Linked DNA regions of Rattus norvegicus: region 1 is linked to region 2. A link is a contact called in public Hi-C data. All regions are on one chromosome and are shown on one strand. Each heading gives the region's core, a stretch centred on a gene start, on an enhancer-like site or on the middle of the called end of the contact. The rest is flanking DNA. Distances are from core to core; before and after follow the strand shown. Region 1 has its middle 200 kb from the start of Qki. Region 2 has its middle 230 kb from the start of Pabpc6.

What was found. A called contact is a pair of places that touch in the nucleus more often than the background predicts.
Region 1: a contact with region 2 is called in a Hi-C map of Schwann cells, with 2.1 times the contacts expected there. The contact joins two enhancer-like sites. A contact is called at or near these places in 1 of 12 Hi-C or Micro-C datasets (Schwann cells) and 1 of 1 datasets of contacts at active chromatin or transcription factors (oligodendrocytes).

The regions. Positions count from the first base shown.
Region 1 is chr1:53,135,705-53,142,997 of GRCr8, reverse strand. No RefSeq gene overlaps it. Among named protein-coding and RNA genes, the nearest start is that of Qki, 200 kb to the right of the region's middle. Within about 2 kb of position 1,712, at least 1 of the 93 cell types and tissues checked has an H3K27ac peak or open chromatin away from gene starts, as enhancers often do. A contact at or near this core is called in Schwann cells, where this site is marked.
Region 2 is chr1:53,356,951-53,363,974 of GRCr8, reverse strand. No RefSeq gene overlaps it. Among named protein-coding and RNA genes, the nearest start is that of Pabpc6, 230 kb to the left of the region's middle. Within about 2 kb of position 5,439, at least 64 of the 93 cell types and tissues checked have an H3K27ac peak or open chromatin away from gene starts, as enhancers often do. A contact at or near this core is called in Schwann cells, where this site is marked.

The sequences.
Region 1 (7,293 bases), core at 463-2,962, 220 kb after region 2:
AGGAATGTAGTTCTGTTGGTAGAGTATTTGCATAGCACATATGAAACCCTGGTTCTATCCCCAGCACCAAATAAAACCTGTGGTGACATACTGCTGCTATCCCAGTATTCCAGAGGCAGAGGCAGCAGGTCCAGAGGTTTTAGATCCCCCTCAGCTATAGGTCTCAAGACCAGCCAAGGCAATATAAGATCTTGTCGAAAAAAAAGAAAACAAACACTATCTCCCCGTTGGTGTTTTCATTTGCAGTTTGGACTTCCTGTAGAAAAGTTGTTCTCGCCTGGTTATCCCTATAGATGTGCCATACTTTCTGGTTATTGTAACTAACCAAGAAATAGCTAGAAATAATCTCTCCACAAGATTAAGCTACTGATGAATGGTTGTGCCTAGGTAGAACCCACACACCGACCTTCAAATTCAACCACATTTCCCCAAGCTAGAGGAAATGCAAGTTTTAAAAATTGTTTTATTTATTTACATTCCAAATGTTGTCCCCTGCCCCTTCCCATCTGCCCTCCAAGAGTTCTTCACTCCATCTCTCCTCCTCTTTGCCTCTGAGAGGTTTTTTCCTCCACTCACCCATCCATCCACGTCCTGCATCCCCCTTCCCTGGAGCATCAAATCTCTACAGGACTAGGTGCATCCGCTCCCGTCAAGACCAAACAAGGCAGTTCTCTGTTACATACGTGTCCAGGGCCTCAGACCAGCACATGTATGCTCTTTGGTTGGTAGCTTCAGCTCTGGGAGTTCCCAGGGGTCTGGGTCAGTTGACACTATTGGTCTTCCTATGGGGTTGCCATCCCCTTCAGCTCCTTCAGTCCTTCCCCTATCTCTTCTTTAGAGGTCTCCAACCTCAGTCCAATGGTTGGCTATAAGTATCTACATCTGTCTCTGTCAGCTGCTGGTAGAGCCTCTCAGGGGACAGCCATGCTAGGCTCCTGTCTGCAAGCACAACATAGTATCAGTAATAGTGTTAGGGTTTGAATGTGTCAGTGCCCATGGGATGGATCCCAGGTTGGGCCAGTTACTGGATAGCCTTTATTTCAATCTTTGCTCCATTTTTGTCCCAGCATAAGAAGTTTAACAAGAAGGAAGGCCCAAGTAAAAATGCTTCAATCCCAATTAGAAAGGGGGGGATAATTACCAGAGAAAGAGAGAAAGGGACCTGGGTGGGAGAAGGGAAGGGGAGGGGGAGGGGCAGAATCAAGTATGGGGAAGAAAGGAGAGAAGCCCAGAGGTCCAGGAGAATGAGTAGAAATATGTAAGTATGAGGTATGGGGGTCAAGGGGAACCTCTAGAAAGTCCCAGAGACCTGGGATATGAGTGACTCCCAGGACTCAATGGTGACGATCTTAGCTGAAATGCTCAATAATGTGGAGACAGAACCTGAAGGGACCACCTCCAGTAATAGACAGAACCCCCAGTGGAGGGATGGGGTCACCAAACTATCTTCAAAATTTTTGACCCAGAATTGTTCCTATCTAAAAGGGAAATGCAAAGATTAAAGGCTGTTTTAAAAAATTAACAGAGGAAGTAATGGTTTTTGTTCATCCTCTCCCTGTAACTTCTTTCCTTCCAGACCTGGCTCACTGGGCTCCCTCCTGTGCCAGTAATCATCCAGTAACACTTTCATATCATAGGTATTGTATTAACCCCCACCCCAATCAAAGACCCTTTTGTTCCCTGCCATGGTTTCCAGTGTAGCTTTGTGACCTATACCCACACTCCCCCACACAGCCAGTTTTCAATCAGAAGCACAACCATTGTTGGTGAAGAATAATAATGCTGAATCAATGGGTCCCACAAAGGTCACCAGTTAGCTACCACAGTCCTAATATTCCCTAGCTCTGTTCTCCAAAAGCTTACCAAAAACACTCACTAACTTATTCAAAGAAGAGCAAAGTTCCTGACCAAGAAAGTGAGCAGGAGGTCCCTGTCCTGTCAATTCCCAGCACCCTCAAACAAGGGCACAAGGCATGAGCCAGTGTAGAGCGCAGCTGTAAGGGAGGGTGTGAGAGGTCAGACTCTACTGTCCACTGAGAAAGGAAAGGATTACCTGATACACAGAAGAGCATCAGTTTGGTGGCTGGGAGATCATCTGTTTGGTCTGGCATAGCTGTTGAACAGTCCTGAGTCTTGAGGTATGAAGTAACAAGCAGACCCTTGAATGCAGGAAAGACCCTATAAAGAAGACTAGTGAGGGTAGAAGGCAAACAGCAGATTACAGAGTGGTACCATGAAAGGTCTTGTCAACATTTCCTCAGGGAAACCTGATGCTCATAGGATGAACTCAGTGAGAGGAAGGTTACAAAGAAGAATGTGTAGAGTGTGGGGTGGCCATGCTCACAGAGATCCACAGCAAATCCCTTTGGGCTAGAAACCCAGTCCAATGGGAGTATCCAGGATGATCCCCTTTAGGAATACTTGTGAAGGTCTTTAATTATCCTATACAAAACCCTTGGCCTGTGTTTGATTGACAGGGACAGAAGCCTCATCATGTTACCACATTATTGTTGTTTTAGTCTCAGTAACTATAGGCACCAGACTGACTGAGTCTAAACTCTAAACTGTTAGAAAATATTAGTATGACACGAGCCCTGTGTCAGTGAGTAAGCTAAGTAGCTGCTGAGTACCTTGGTGGCCTAGTTTTATTTTTTGTTGCTGTGATAAAACACCCTGACAAAAAATCAACATGAGGGTGGAAAGGCTTATTCTGCTTACAATTCCAGGTGACAGTCCATCATTGTGGAGGAGTCACAATGGCAGGAGCTTGAAGCAGATGATTGCATAACATATATCCTGCCTGCTTGCTTATACTCAGAAAGTTTTCTTCACTCTTTCAGTGCCTAGCCTAGGGAATGGTAGCACCCACAGTTGGCAGAATTTCCTACATCAATTAACAGTCAAGGCAATCTTCCGTAGACATGTCCACAAGCCAACTGAATCCAGACATTTCCCCAATTGAAACTCTCTCCCCAGCTGATGGTAGGTTAGGTCAAGTTGACCTAAGCAGAACATTGGTGTCTATAAAGATGCAGTGGCAATAATGATACTTATCTCCAAAGACACTTCTTTAGAGAAACGTGGGAAGGACTAAAGTCAGTAATGAATATAAAATGCTCAAAATGACATGGAAGTGTAATGAGTAGTAGAAGGTGTTATCTATCACCACTATTGTGGTACTGGTTGTGCTCGTGATTGGGATGGGAATGGGGGACCTGGGTGAGTCCTTGAGGTTCCTAAGTCTTTAAGTTAGCCAGTCAGTGGCAGAGCCAGGAATTAAGACTCTGAATCCAGTACTTGAATGAGCACTTATTTAGCACTTATTGTTCATGGCAGCATGGGGATTTAAAGTGTAAACACGATTTCTGTTCAGGTAGAAAATATGAGCACACAGAGATAGTGTATTAAATGAGAGCAATACAACATCATTGATTAAAGTGTAGGTGGACCAGGAATGTTGATATCTTCCTGGCATCCCAACTACTCTGGAGACTGAGACAGGAGAATGTTAAGCCCAAGAATTCAAAGCTAGTCTGAGCAACACATTAAAATCCCCATCTTGAGAAGGGAAGGAAGGGGAAGGGAGGGGAAGAAGGGGGGAAAGAGAGAGGAAGAGGAAGACCAAGGGAAGGGGTGCGGGAAGGGGAGGGGAAAGAGAAGAGGGGAGGAGGAAGAAGAAAAGGAAGGGGAGGGGAGAGGATGGGGAAGGGGAAGGGGAAAGGGAAGAGAAGGGGGGAAGGAAAGGCTTGTGAAGAAAAGGGAGGTGGCTTCCTCCTGTCAGTCTGTGAAGGTCTTAGAAGTGGTGACCTCTGTGCTAATAAGCAAATGGGCGGGATTGGGTAGGTAGAAAGGAGCAGGGCAGAAAAGGACAGGAAGGTACCACACAGGTAAATGACATCAAAGCCCAGAGCTTGACCCCGTAAGAAAACCGGCCCCTGGGAGTCTTCATCTCCAGACACTGGACAGTGTCACTTCACTATTTACTTCCCCGAGCCTTTGTGTTTGTATACAGATCCCCAAACTGGATGACCACTGAACCACACAGCATGCCTGGAGATTAAAACAAATCCTCTATTTGTAGTGTTGACCATTGAGTTTCATTTCTTCCAAGGGCCAATGTTATTGGAGCAATGGACACCACAGCTGGTTCATTTCATAAATGAAAAGAAGAAAGAAAGGAAAAAAAGAAAAAAAATAGCTCTACCATGCTCGCACAGCCGAAGGATCTTATTTTACAAATTGTGTAACTAGAAAGCACTGGCTTTGCCTTTTGTACTAGAGATGTGGTGGCATTAAAGGATTCAGGAGTGCAAAGCCTTCATGAATAATGTACAATCCTCTAGTCCCAGCAAATACTAGCTTCACGTTCTGTATGCCAATATTGGCCTCTGACATTTGAGAAGAGCTTAATGGTGCCGAGTGCTCCTTGAGAAAGAGTCCTCCTCACACACTTGTGCTGAGTGCTCCTTGAGTCAGAGTTTCTTCTCACACACATTGGCCTGTTTGCATCTGTCCATGGAACTGTGCATCTGAAACTCCAAAAGCAACTCATTCGTAATATGAGTTTTGTGAATATGAGTTTTGTACGTGGTACAATTTAAATTAATAAATAGTTAATAGCCATTGGCTACAAACATTCTAAGTAGTAGTTCCTGGGGGTTTTCAGAACAAACTCATGGGGACAGAACAGTTATGCTTTTTTATTAGTGAGGTCCTAAAGGACAAGTCTCTCTCAGGAAGGATAGATCTGGCCAGATATGCCAGCTCTCTGGCCCAAGGCTGTGTATTTCTCCACAAAGAAGCTTTTCACACTTCTTTAAGAGAGGAACAAAAGCATCTGGGATAGGGAAAAGAATAAGTGAGGAAGAACTTTGTACGTGAGCTTGGGGACCTGAGTTCAAATCCTCAGAATTAGAGTGAAAGCTTGGTGTGTATGACACAGGTGCTGCTGGCAATCCCAGCGCCACTACAGCAAGATGGGAGGTAGAGATAGGGGAACCTCAGAAGCTCAAAGACCAGATAGCCAGCATGTGTGTCAGGAAACAAGAGGCCCTGTCTCCGACATGGTACCAGGGGTTGGCATGGCATTCACGGCCATGCTAAATATTCATATATATATGTATATATATATGTATGTATGTATGTATGTATACACACTACACATCATGCCTTTCCCCTCCCCCCACATGTGAACATGCATGTGTGCTCAAACACAATACACACACACACATGCACACACACACACACATGCACACATACACATACACAGTGTACATGTGCTCCCCCAGTAACAGCAGCACACAAAGGCTGATACAGCCACTCTGCCACTTGCTCAGAAAGGCCAGGATATTGCGCACGTGCCTGCCCAATTTGAAGACTCCATTCTCAACTTAAATCTTGACTAGTGGTTAGCGGTCTACCCACCTGCAGAGAAGAGAAGATTCTTCCATTGCCTCAGCCTGCCAACCACAGGACAGACCAGCAGAGACTGCCCAGGTGTCCAGGCGGGTCTGTAATCACACACAGGACTAATGGAGCAGTAGGACAGGCTGACCCCATGTGGGAGGAATAATCCCAGAAAACCATCGGAAGGATTTCAGATTCAGGTCAGACACGACCGCTGAGCTAATTACTTTTCTTGGTACTATGGAAAAATACCTGCCAAGACATGTAAGACCGTGAAAGGCAGCCTGGTTCCTGGCTGAGCTACGGCTAGAAACCCCGGTGACCCTGGGAGGGTAGGCATTTTGCTTGACTCCCGGGCACCAGGCCCCCTGTCATTAGCCGTAGCCCTCCATGGATTTGTGGCCATCAGCCACACAGGGCAATTCCCCAAGCCCTTCCACAGGTAGAGGATGTGACCATAGGAGGCTCAAGACAGATCTCCATTTTAATGAGATACCTAAAGGCCTGGAGGCTTAGCCAATGAACTTTCCTTCCCAAACACTCCTCCCTGCAAAAGGAATTTAGTCTCAGACCCACCCTGAGAACTGGTTCTACACATCCACTTTACACCATGACAATAAATGCCTTCCATGGACTGCCTCTTTTCATCGGAATCCGCTGTGGTGAGCCATGGAGAGGGCCTTCCACTACAGAGTCACTGTCTAATCTCTCGTTGAAAGTCTCTCTGTGCTCGCAGCGCATGGCCAACACCCAGCCCAAGCCTAAGCCTACAGCCAACAAGTCAAGGATTTCCCTGCGGGACCAGCCAGAGCTCCCCTCTCTTTTCCCCCTTGGCCCTGAGCTAGATCCAGCTGTCGTACTCTGTTCTCAGTTCCTCTGCAGCTTCTGCGGTCCTGGCCTCATCTCAGGCCTGGGGTCCCCGGAGCCAGCTCCAGCTGTCTCAAGCCTCAGAATGTGCTTTCTCGCTCCCAGAGCAGTGTCCCAGGGCTTCCGTACAGCCCAACACCTGCCCAGCGATGGTGAGTGGTAAGCGCAGTCAACTCCCGCCTCCCGCCTACGATGACAGTGCTCTGCGGCAGAGCAGACACAGGACCCCCCTACAAGTGGCAGGTTTATTCTGGATCATGATTTGAGGGCCCAGTCCTTCACAATGAGGAAGTCAGGAGTGGCTCTTCGCTGTGGGCAGCAGGAGCTGTCTCATTATCAGCAGAGGAGGAAATACAGAGAGAGAGAAAGCTGTTCTGTTGCCTAGCCAGCTTTCTTCCTTTCCTCATATTCACTGAGTCTGGGACCATGGCTCATAGAATGGTGCTGCCACTTCCAGCACCAGGAAGTCTTCCCTCCTCTGTTCATCCTCTCTAGATACACCCTCAGGCATACTCAGAGGTGTGTCTCCTAGGTGACTCCAAGTACAGTCAAACCCATAATGGAGATGGGCTACCACACCCAGCCTGGAGCACGGAGTAAAGGGTGAGCGGAGTCTGGTCCACGTACAAAGGAGACCTACAGCCTGTGTGGTGGGTGCTGCCACCTCGGCTCCGGACACCTCTCCCTAGACTGAAGGATGCAAAATTCTGCACAAACCGGGCTACTGGTCGCTTGGGAAGAGAAAGTTGAACTGGCGCAGGAGAAAAAGCAGAACAAAAGGGTCCATTTTAAACAGAAACCAGTGTCTCACAGGGATCAAGGCCATTGGGCCAAGGGTTTATGCAGAATTAATTTGATAAATCTATGGATGGATTAAAAATCAGCCATCATTTAGTTCTCATTTAGTAGCGCTCTGGAGTCATTATTATGTAAAGTTACACTAGACTTGGGTGTCCAGGGAGTCCCAGCAGAGCATGCTGCACTCACCTTATTTTCAAATTCAGCACAATCAGAAAGAGG
Region 2 (7,024 bases), core at 4,190-6,689:
CCTGACTGCGTGTGAATATACTCATATATGCATATATCCCTCGTGTCGAGGTCTTTCTCAGATATTATGTAAATAACTAGGTTTGGTGACATGTCTCTAGCTCTAGTACTAAGGGAGCTGAAGAAGGAATAATTAAAGGATTTCTGGGAATTCTAGGGCAGCCTGAGCTACATAGCAAGACTTGGTTCAAAATATTACTACAAATCAATCAATCAAACAAACAAAAAAAAAAACAGAAAGGAAGGGAGACGAGAGAGTGAAGGGGGAGGAAGGAAAAGAGAGAAAGAGAGAGGAAGGAAGGAAGGAAGGAAGGAAGGAAGGAAGGAAGGAAGGAAGGGAGGGAGGGAGGGAGGGAGGGAGGGAGGGAGAATTCAGGCTGTCTGCATGCTGTGAACCTGGCTCCTGGTTAATTTCAAGAGTAGAGATGTTTCCCTCCCAGGGATGTTGGGTATTAAAACAAAAAAAGCCCAGAACTGGGGAGATTTCTCAGTGGGTAAAACATCTGCCTTTCAAGCATAAAGACCTGTGTTTGATCCCCCTACACCCACATAGAAGCCAGGTACAGTGGTGGATTCTTAATCTAGTGTTTGGGGAGGCGAAGAGAGGTAAATTCCTGGGTTCTATGGCTGACCGTCGGCCAGCCTATGTGACAAGCTTCAGGCAAACAAGAGACCCTGTCTCAAAATTAAGGTAGATAGTACCCGAGAAACGATACAGGGGTTTCTTCTTGTGACCTCCACCAACACACATGCTTACAACTGTAAGCACTCATGAGGACACACACACAAATAGACCAATAAGTCATGAAAACCTCCATCTCTAAGAAAAGCTTTCCCTAGAGAAAGACAATAAACTAAAACAGGACATACCTCCCAGAAGCCTAGGAAAGACATACAGGATGCCGCTGTGAATGACCCTCCTCAAGTGACCTACCTTCTGAACATGGTCCCACTTTCTGAGTGGGACTGAGACTGACACCCCATGTATGGTAGAACCGGATCCTTCCTGTTACATACACAGTATGGTTCTGCAGGCTCTCCAACCTGACAACCTCCCCTAAGGCCCTCAGCTCCCTACCTGCCCCAGGGCTCTTGCCTCCCTACCTGATCTGCTCCCCTAACCTGATACTACTGAACAATCCACAGAGGGACCACATTCCCTCTTGCCCATGGATGGGACTCAAGGAAGAGCCTCCAAACGAGGTTGATGCTTTTTCTCAATGACCAGTGTCTGACTCATTCCGTTTTCAACTTTCTTTCTCTTACTGTTGGCTTCTGTTGGTAGCTTTATTCTGTCATTTGGGTTGAGATCTCTACTCACCTACATTTGTTAACCCCTCCCCCCATTTCAAAATCTCTTTCATGATTTTTATACTCCATCTTCTGGTCCCCTTCCCTCTGTGTCGTCTCTGGGAACAATAGAGGGAGTTTAGGGTTCGTAATACATTTAAGGGCCTGCAAAATATTTAAAAGTCTTGCGACATTAGGAAAAAGATCTTTGGTGACAGTGGAATTTTTAATTTTTTAAACAAATCACAGAACTGTAAGATATAACTATGTATGCAAAGGGACTTCATAGGACCACAGAGGTCAAGATGGAATCCTGTTTCCCTCTCTTCTAAGACCTGGCAACACTTCTGCTTTCCTCACCTTTTAAAAATAAAGTATGCAACCTCCTTTTTCTCAACTTTATCAACACTATGCTCAAGACCCTTCTGTTCTCTGTCGCCTTAGCACAACCCCAACAGTCATGGTATTGACCCCAGTTACCCATTTGACTTCACAGGACAGCAAACACCCTGTGAGCAGGGACTGATCTGATTTACCTGTTTATAGGTCTGTCTGTGTTTCGCCCATAGAGTAAAAGCACCTGGACCTATAACTGATGGAAGACTGACTCCTGACAACATACAGCTTCTCATTGGCACAGCCACAAGCTACACCGAGGCAGAGGCTCTCGGCAATTGGGGTCCCATCCATGCCAAATCCCAACAGGGTAGGTGGCAAAGTTGCCATCACTGGCCCCACATGGGTAGGAGGGGGCAATCCAGAGGGTTCTACTAAGTCTGCTCATCCTTAACTGCCCACTTGAAAATCTAGAAAGTGTCACAGCCACACAAGTTAGTGTTTACTGCCTTCCAGCCCGTGTGTTCATTCACTCACTGTACTTATAGACAGTGAACCACATAGGGATATCGAGGAGAGAGGCCAGCTGCTACTTGTTGCTATCTTGGGGTCTTGGTGCTTTGCTGCACTGTTGGCTTGTAGTCAGAAGGAAGGACTATTAACTGTTGACAATGAAGACCGTTAACAATGAAGAGAGGGGGCAGGGCAGACAGACTCCTGAATTTATTTCTCACCCTGCCAACTTTTTTATGAAGTCCTGTTTTCTGAGACCGTGCTGGTTGCTCTTGGTTTGTAATTCATGTAGTTTGACACAGTTTGAAAGTCTCCCATGCAATGTACAAAGATACACAGAGAGAGAGAGAGAGAGACAGAGACAGAGACAGAGACAGAGACAGACAGACAGAGAGACACAGAGAGACAGAAAGACAGAGAGAGACAGAGACAGTGAGACAGAGAGAGAGAGAGATCATGACTGGAAATAATTCTGAATGGGGATGCTAAGCCCTTGACTTTACACTAGTGTCCTGACAGGTGGGTAAAGTCAGAGCTGCCAGAAGAGTGTTGGTCATTCAGTATAATGCATGACTGTGTGTCTGTTGGGAAAAACAGTGATCAAAGTCTAAAAAATTTAATTTGGTTGGAAAAAAAAAAAAAGAAAGTGCTGTCACCTCCCCCCACCCCGCCACAAGCAACTTCAGCTCTCATAGCCTCTTTTGTTGCTGTAAAATTATATTCATTAGCAAACCCCCTGGGAAGGTTCCTGTCTCCGAGCAGCAGCTAGAAGTCTCGCTGTGGAATGAGTTGCTCAGATCCAAGATTTTGCACAATCCCAAGATCTCAAAAAGTTGAGAAATAAAGGGGAACATGCAGCCCAGTGTGGGCTTTGAAGAAACACAGCTTCACTCTAACCAGCATCTACACGGTGAGACAGGACCTGGTCCTTCTCAGTCCTGCCCTGCCCACTAGCTACACAAGATAGGCTCCAAGCACAAAGCTTAAAGTCAAATAAAGATAAAAGCAAAAATAGGTGTGGATCCCAATCCTAGCCATCCTACCAGAACCCTGAGAGAAAGTTCTCTAAAGGTCTTTGTTGCTCTCTTCAGTTTCCAGACTTTACCAATCCCTGTGTATCAAACACAATAACAACTTGAAGAAAATAAGAAATATATACAAAACAGTCTCTAAAGACTTACAGCCTTTGCGGCTGAGCCTATACAAGGTGGATTTGTCTCCTAGATGTCACGGGGGGTCATATCTCATTCACAGCTCACAGAGGTATAAATCAAAATGGAACCTCCTCGAGCCTAACACTCCCATGGCTGCCCAGAAGCAAACTGCTGCTTCCTCTTGTCTTCTTTGCTTCATCCTACGTACTGCTGTCTCTCTGGCTGCAGCCTGCAGAGAATGATCTGACTCAACTCTCACAGCTCAGCCAGCCCCACCTTGCTCACAGCCCTTTCAAGAGATTGCGGGGTCTGCTTGACTTGAGCAGAGAGACGGGGACTCAGAAGCGTCATTGCTCCCATGTGAGTTGCTACGTGGCCACGGATAAAGTTGTCTCCAGTAACGAACAACTTCTTTTAGGCTTTCCCATTTCCCCCCAGTGTGTTTTCAAACACTAGGTAAAGTCACCATTTATGGCCAGCTCGGAATTAAGGCACGTCTGTGTTAGTGTATTAGTACTGTGGCGAATGCTAATTGGGAGTGCTAAGTTTGGAGATAAATAACAGTACCCTGGGTTCGAGGCACAGCAGCAGGAATCCCCACATATATGCACGAACCCCAGAGACATCCTATGGAGAAAAGATCTTGGCTCACTATCAAAGGCTGGGACTTTTGCCAGCCATGACGGAATAATGGCACAGAAATCCGAAGCCACATTTTTCACACTTAACAAAGAAATAAAACTGACAAGCTCGTGACAAGCAACATGAGACATCTTGTCCCACAAGAATGGCTTTCCCTCATCTGTGTTTCCCCGGTCTCCTATTGATCTTCCTGGCAGGATACACCATGCCCATGAACACGGAAGGAACATTCACTCATGGTGACAATGTCTATCTGCCCGAGACAATACCAATGCCTGTCTGATGTCACTGGCATCATGCCACCCAAGTCACAAATGCAAGCAGCAGGTGGGTACTCAGAACATCAAAAGGAGTGTGTGGGGCCTCAAGAAAGGCACCCTGCAGGACCCTACCCGTCCTACACCACAGCAGCCCCGATAGCTGATAGCTGCAGCTGAAGGAAGACATCTCCGGGGCTTTTCCCGACAAATCGCAGCTTCACCCAGCTAGGGCAGTTAATTAGACTTTCAAAAGATAAGAAATTATTGAAACGGGGTATTTCACACCACAAAGAGGCAAATCCCTTCCACTTAAAATGTATTGCGTAGGGAATAAGATTATTTTTGATTTTTAAAAATTACCCAATAACCTAACAGTTCTGACAAGGACGGGTCTTGGTTTTGATGGGTAATCCTGCTTGAGACTTTCAGGAACTCAGTTCAGAACACCCTCCCTCCCCTCAACCCCAGCCGCCCCAATTATACGTGTGAGCTAGACTCTGCTAGCACAAAAGCCTCCTGGTCTTTTCCAGGTAAATATAAAACATCCTGTTAGTACCTTTAAACTCTGACCACACAACAAAAGCCCTAAGACCTTTCTCTCCAGCAGCGCTCTAATGAAATCTAACTGGGAAATGATAAGGAGATAGAAATCCCAGGCCCCCAGCTTTGCTTTCTAATTGCCAATTTTACCCCTTGCACTGAGACATTAATCCTTGAAGAATAGAAAGTCAGCTTGCCAAAAACCCAGCGGAGGAGGGCATGGGAGTGAGAGGGAGGAAGCCCACAGCAGTGGGTGGGAGAAACTGCCCTCTGGCCCCTGTTGAGTCTGGCCACCAACACCCTGCCAGCCCTGGTGGCTCCTCCTTGTCTCTGGAAGCCAGCCCAGGCCAGCATTGCTATGCAAATTAGGCTGCCAATCTCTGTGGGCACCTCTCAGTGTAGACTGTCCATCCATCCATGACTTGAAAAAAAAACAAAACAACAACAACAAAAAAAATCAGATCTCTGATCCAGGCAGATCCAGCCAGTCTTCAGGCTGCCTAGAATCTGTGGGTTTGTTCACAGGATGCCTTGAGGTAGGGGAGGGGGTGTTTTCTCTTCCCCGGCCAATCGTTTTATTAAAACAAGAATAGCAAGAAGACAATGAATCTCCAACAGAGACTTTAAAAAGAAGAGGAAGGGGGCTGTGCAGAGCCAAGCTAGTCATTCACTGCTGAGCTCTGGTTTCTATGGGAACAAGAAGGGCTTTGTGCAGGAACTTCCCGCTCTGCTCCCCCGCCCTCCGTGGGACCGGTTCCAGCATCCCAGCATTGTATTTGTGTGGTCAACTTTTCTTCTGTCTCATTCAGTCCTCCTGCCTCTGACTATTCCCAGCAACAACACCCATCACCACAGACACAAGAAGAAAAGAGAACTCACAGCCTCTAGGCCGAATTAAGTCACCATACAAAGGTATCCAGGCAACTGGGAGCCAGCGGACTGCCCAGGAGAGCTGTGCCCATCATCCAGTCTCTTGCCTCATTCCTTATTCTGTCCCTAAGCCACCCAGAACTTCAATTCCCTAACTCTTTTCATGCAATACCCACATCACACTCAGCTTTTAAATTAAGTTTCCAAGTGCATGAAAATGCGACCGACACACAGGATACTGTTATTTAGAAGTGACAACGAGTGGCAGATAGTCGGTATCAACTTAAACTTTAAAGTTTCAGTCTTCAAGATGCTCATGCACACACGCACATGCGTGAACACACAGGGGGTGGGGCGGGAGGAGAGAGACTCCAGAAATCATGCCGGTAGCGTTGATGAGGCAGGGAGCTCAGCGTTCAGAGATTGTGGGTCGGAAAGCACGTCAAGTGCGACTTCTCAGTTTCACAAGGTACCTTTAATTTGGCACTTTTTATTTTGCTAATTTATTTTGATTTTTAGATTTTTAAAAAGGAAATATCTATGAATCTCCTACTCAGAAGCTGCCATGGAAAACATCTCAACACATTAATCCCCATCACTTGACTACCTGTCCAGACTTTATTTAATTAGAGAAAGTGTGTATTTCTGAATACTGTTTATAAATCACAACTAAACATAGTTTAAGTATGTTTAAGTATAGGGCTACAAATATCTCAAGTTTCAACAACACTTTTCTTTTACAGTTTAATAAAAAGCCTTCAGAGTCTACCCCTGACCGAGCCCTGTGATGTTCCCTGGCAACCGATCAAACCTAAAGACATTTTTGCAATTTTATACTTTATAATTTTATATTTACTTAAGAGAACTTCAGTTCACTTCTCTTTTGCAGGATAACAATATCAATTCTTGTTGTTTAAATTCAAACTTGCTTAAGGGAAAAAGAAGTTTAACCCACTTATGTGCCACCAGGTTGCAACCTTAGTTTTAAAGGGCATCATGGGAGATATGCCATGAAAGGAGTTATTAAACATTGAGAGTCATTCCCACAATTGGACAGTACGAAAGATGGTTTGCTCCTAACAGTCAGAAACTCTTTCCGTCTGTCTTTCCCTCACTCATTTATTCATGAGTATCAAGCTACATCATCCCAGAGTTGAGAGACATGCCCAGCCTGGTACATCATTCCCATTTAGGTACCTTGTTGGTTCTGTCTTCTTCTGCAGAATTAGCTGGAATCATTTAACCCATTGTACTTCCCTTCCCAACCCTGAAACCCTTTAATACAATCCCTCATGCTGTGGTGACCTCCAACCATAAAGTCATTTTTTTTTTCAGAGCTGGGGACCGAACTCAGGGCCTTGCCCATGCTAGGCAAGCGCTCTGCCACTGAGCTAAATCCCCAACCCCCATAAAGTCGTTT